Regions from separate parts of the Callithrix jacchus genome. Here region 2 is linked to region 1. Evidence: chromatin contacts called from public Hi-C data. All regions are on one chromosome and are shown on one strand. The core of a region is the stretch at or near the end of the contact, and the rest is flanking DNA. Distances in the headings are between cores, read along the strand shown. Region 1 overlaps ANKRD44 (ankyrin repeat domain 44). Region 2 overlaps ANKRD44 (ankyrin repeat domain 44).

Evidence for each region. Hi-C and Micro-C count contacts between places; a contact is called where the count stands out from the background.
Region 2: a Hi-C map of induced pluripotent stem cells shows a contact between it and region 1, with 2.9 times the contacts expected there. The contact joins two enhancer-like sites. A contact is called at or near these places in 2 of 3 Hi-C or Micro-C datasets (induced pluripotent stem cells and skeletal muscle).

The regions. Positions count from the first base shown.
Region 1 is chr6:117,958,993-117,961,692 of calJac240_pri, forward strand. All of the region lies in intron 18 of ANKRD44 (ankyrin repeat domain 44), which reads right to left. Among named protein-coding and RNA genes, the nearest start is that of PGAP1, 85 kb to the left of the region's middle. Within about 2 kb of position 1,414, at least 2 of the 16 cell types and tissues checked have an H3K27ac peak or open chromatin away from gene starts, as enhancers often do.
Region 2 is chr6:118,148,386-118,151,085 of calJac240_pri, forward strand. All of the region lies in intron 2 of ANKRD44 (ankyrin repeat domain 44), which reads right to left. Among named protein-coding and RNA genes, the nearest start is that of ANKRD44, 130 kb to the right of the region's middle. Within about 2 kb of position 1,341, at least 2 of the 16 cell types and tissues checked have an H3K27ac peak or open chromatin away from gene starts, as enhancers often do.

The DNA of each region.
Region 1 (2,700 bases), core at 164-2,663:
AATTTGAAACGAAAGCCTTACAACAGGCATGGCTTCCCACTTAGGGAGTAAGATGAGAGCAACTGTGGTTAAAATTCCAAACGTGACCTCTCGCCTCTCTAACAATGAGAAGGCCGCAAAGTGCATTGCATTTGCCGCATTATCGATGTGGAGAGACAAGGGAATAGACGCCGCTGTGTGAGGTTGACAAAGGCTCTCCTAAGAGCTGCATTTTGCAGACTTTTTATTCGCTCGCCAGGCATGAGAGAATGCTAATTTAACAATGACACATTTTTTCCGGGTACAATACGTACATATTAGAATTAGCTTGCATTCATCAACAGCACTCAAATGAACTACAGGAATAATGCACACGTTTTGTAGACCATTGCATTCTCAGCAACAGTCCATTTATGTATCTCGGGAGGAAATTCTGTGGATTGGAGTATAGGTAATATGTGGTTACTGTGGTTGCTGCTGCTGCTATGTTTTTTGTTCTTACAATCACACTAAATCTGCTACCATTGGTGAAATAGGCAAGAGGTTTAATGCATGGCTAAAAGGAAATGACTAACAAAGGACTGACAGCTAAATACTACAGATGGCAGGTTTATGAAGATGGAAAAATGGCATTATTTTGACTGGTTCCTCTTTCTGTAGCAATTTAATACTAAAAATAGTCATAATCATAACAGCTCAAGCGACATCTGATTTTTGGCTAAACAGAAGATAAAAATTATCTAACTTTGTATCACTCACCTTCAGCAAAACAGTTTCTAGAGTTGAGCTTTTTGTTTATTTTGTACAGTAGCTTTCTGAACTTAGCTAATACGCCTCAAGTAAGTTTTTTGTTTGTTTGTTTGAAGACAGAGTCACGCTCTGTTGCCCAAGCTGAAGTGCAGTGGTGTAATCTTGGCTCACTGCAACCACTGCCTCCTGGGTGCAAGCGATTCTCCTGCCTCAGCCTCCCAAGTAGCTGGGACTACAGATGTGCGCTACCACGCCCAGCTAATTTTTGTATTTTTAGTAAAGATGGGGTTTCACCTTGTTGGTCAAGCTGGTCTCAAAATCCTGACCTCAGGTGATCCACCCACCTCAGCCATCCAGAGTACTGGGAATGTAAATTTACCAGTCCCTCAAGTAAATTTACATTCCCCTGAAGTTTGTAGCCAAACTTAAATTCTCATTGGCTTCCTACACACTACATTTTTTTTTTCCAAATTGCCTTCTAGAAAAAAGATGCTAACATCTTTAGCTCTGCTGTCAGGTCCAGCTTTGTCTCAGACTAGCTCAGCCTCTCCCTAGCTATGAGTGACAACCATTTTTCACACAACTCAAAGACTACAACTGTCACTGCAACTACTGTGCCCAAACCTCTAATACTCATCCTGGCTTTTGCTCCTTGAGGATTTGAAACTCAACATATCAACTCTCAAGAGAGTTGAAAAAGGTTTTGGGTAAGCAGATCCTCAAAGCACAGGCTAAAGCTTCTGCACAGTAGACATTTTGTGAACCGTCCAGTGACAGTCTCTTTTTAATGAAATGACACGAGGAAAATCCAAGTTGAGTGAGTCTTCTTGACCACTAGGGGGCTTCATTGGACCACAACCCATATCACACTGGCAAATGAGTGACAATAATTGTTCTTCACTGTTACTGTTTATAAGGGCGATTTTCTACAATCAAAGTAGACCCTTTGTACTTGTGAGGAATTATATAATAATGAAAATAGGATGCTTCTCTTAATAATAGGCAACTAATCTTTAAAAAAGGAGGACAAAATTTGTATTTTTTAATAATACCAAGAATGGCTGGGGAGAAAAATGGGATGAGAAATAAGAATTTATTATCCAACCACACCAACCATTACTAACCTAATGGCTAAGTTCTTTTTCCAGCAACAGTTGGTTCCAGGTAAGTAGACAACAATCAGGTTTTTTCAATCTCTGTATTGTTTTTCTTCAGTGGCTTGGAAATTCAGGGATGTGGATGGAAATAGTTCTACAAGATCTATCTATCATTCTGGGAAATTTTTCCCAAGTAATAAGGATCATAAAATCTTTTGAAAAACGATCTTCACTTATTTGCTTCCTCAATACACCAATTTCACCATGTAAGATAGTTATTTCTCTTTATAAGATGTTACCTACTCCCCTAATCAACAGCTGATATCATTGGATTTCCTGAGTCCAAAGGTATCTATGCCTCAGCTGAGCTCTACACTCTTTCATATTCCCTTGATGTTTGTGTATATATCTAGAAGTGTCTTGACACAGTTTTTCATCGGCATGGGAGAAAAATCCCAGAAAAGGCAAATGATTTTCTTTTTGATATATATGTGTACTTTTGACGTGTCTTGATTTTTACATCATTATGTGAAAAAAAGCTAAGAAACATCATTTGTGCTGGCAGAACTATGTGCTGATTAGATTGCTGCCTTATGATTCCTTATAAGAAATAGCCCTGCTGTTGGTTTTATGCTTTAAAATCCTGTTTGATTTTGATGTGTTTTGTTCTATGTAACTTATTCTGAAGATTGCATTGCACCTTGCCCTTTGTTCAGAATGTTTTGTGGTAGCTTTTAGCCAAAGGTTCTGAACTCTCTTTTGAGTTAAGAAGGCCAGAGCACCAGAAGCAGAGAACACCAATCACCTCCAAGAGGACAGCAAGTCAAAAGCATTTTGGAAGAGGGGAAGTATGTCCGATGTGGAAAGAAAATTG
Region 2 (2,700 bases), core at 91-2,590, 190 kb after region 1:
TTCAAGTCCCGAGTTGGGTCTGCAGATTCCAAGTATGTGAAAAGTCAGCCCTCCATGTATGCAGGTTTCAGATCCCATGAATCTTTTCAATCTACCTGTGGGTTGGAAAAAGTCTGCATGTAAGTGGACCTGCAAAGTTCAAAGCTGTGTTGTTCAAGGGTCAGCAAAAGTTTCAAGCAGTAGTCAAAAGTGATTAATGAGGTACAAAGAACTGTGGAAGTTGAGGGTAAAAGTAGGTTTCTTTGGCTGGGTTGAGGAGGTGGTAGAGAAGAGAGCAGAAAGGAAGTGAGAAGTGGGACAACTTAATGAAGGAAGTAGTGGGTATGGAAGGACAAATGGAACTGGAAGAGTGGAGAAGTCAGAAAAGGGTGAGAGAACAGAACAAATTCCAGTGAGTCAAGTCATGTGCTTAGTCGGAACATAGGGTTTATAAATACTGTTGGGGGAAATAAAGTCTGGAAAAATACAGTGGCCAAGCTGAATGAGATGGCTTTCTATATCAGGATCAGCTAATGAATGGGTGATTTACACCACAGAACATGTGACCCATCAAAAGACATGGAGAAGTTGGGGCAAGGGAAGGTGAAAAACTCAGAACCTAGGAAAGAAAAGAAATTAAGTGAATAAATGGGGGAAGAGAAAGAAAAGCAAAGGGTAAGAAGACAAATACTGTCCTCCAAGTAACAGGTGGCTCCTGTACTATTTATTTTCCTTCCTTGACATTTAAATGCATGGTTATCAGCTCCTTTTCCCTTTTGAAATGCACCTCCAGGCTTAGATCTCCAATTCTTACGTGTCCTCCATCTGTCTATGCCCTTTCTTAACAACCACTTCTGCTAAACTACCTAATCCATCTCCAGCAAAAATAGTCAGTATGATTCATCTGCAAGGACACTGGCAAAAGAAAAACATGACAAGAGGACATGCTGGATAAAAGTGTGTGGTCAAATGACCCCACAGACCCAGCTACCCACAAAGGCAAAGCCAATTCCTACGGATCTCTCAAGCCTCGGGTTACACATCACTTTATCAGGTCCTCATGATTGACCTTCTCCATATATAGCATCCTGGATTTTTTCTTTCAAACATGCATCACAATGTGATTTCCCATTTGTTGACTTCTCTGCTATATTGTTAAGGTCTATCATGGAAAGGGCTGTCTTCTCACTGCCATGTCCCTAGCACTGAGCACAGAGTCTCAACTCAGTAAATGAATGTGGAACAAATAAGACATCTCCCAGACAAATAAATGGCATCGCTAGAATTCTCTAAGACCAGAAACTGGTGTGACCAAGATCACTAACTATTCATCAAAATCCATGCTCTCTGACTTTAGAGGGTACATAGATACACTAAGTCCTCACCGTCCCTTGTAGCTAGGTATGGCTGTGACTAAATTCTGATCCATGGAATATAAGCAGAAGTGACGTATGTCAATTCTAAGCTGACCCTTAAAAATCCTTCCATGCTTTTCCTCCATGCTCTTTTTCCTTTTGGGCTGGGAGGACTGCACAAAAAGCGATCTTAGAGGTCACATGTTGCTACCTAGAATCCTGTTTGGAAAAGGACTACCCCTCTAATATATTCATAAAGAAAACGAAACTTCATACATCATACATCCATCATACATTTAGGGGTCTACGTGTGACAGTAGTTAACCTAACTAATTCAGTGATAAATTACAACTGAAGTTAAGCTCCCCTAACCTTTACCAGCCAGCAACTGTTTGTCATTTTCCCAAAAAGAAATAAAGGCCATTCAGAGGCCAGTACAATCTTTTTTGGTATGTATGACAGAACAAAAGTTACATTTGTCATGATCATTAGGAAAAGAGAGTAACCATGCCTCGGGCTTCCCTGGACTTGGGCCACAGCCACAAAACAGGCTGGGTGGATTCCGGTGATGTCAGAACACTGGAGAGGGAGCTTGCTTGCCTGGCCTCATCTCAGAAGTACAGGTCACAACCCACAGGCCCTGGACAAATGCCGAACTGCCTTCTTGAGTAGTCTGTCCCTGGCCTCATCTGTGCTTACCTTGCAAAAATGTCACAAACCATTATCCTGTTCTCAATGCCAGCTGGGGAGAAGCTGCCAAAAGCTTCTGCAAAAGCCACACCAACCTGCACTGCCACGGAACAGTGGCTGCACCAAATGACTCACCTTGCGAATAAAGCATTCAGCTGACCAGAGCGAGATACAACCTTAGACATAATCCACCTCCCTGTGGCAAAGCTCATCTTACACTGAAGATGTATTTGACTACTTCTGTTGTTTCTACTTAACACTAGAGACTTTAAAGAGAACTCCCCTCCCTGGTGGACTTCAGTATTTCACAATTGAATTACATTAAAAAGAATTAGTAGCATGTACTGTACTAATTGCTTGTTCAACTCAAGTCTAGGAAACTACTAAAAGGGTAAATCATGGACTAACTCTTTTTACCTTTCTTTATTGCAGGTTTGTTTGTGTCAAGACCTTCCAGATCCAGTGGTTCTTAATCTTTTGGGAGATTGATGAAATAGTCTGATCCATTGCACACAAAATATGTATATAGTGCACATGTCTATTGCCTGTGACTTAAGAAGGCACACAGGATGCCTAGTCCACCCACTGATCCCAGACCCAGAGTCATGACCTTTTAGGGTAAGGGTCAGTAAACTTACCCTAAAAAGACAGCTAGTAAATATCTTTGGCTTTGTGA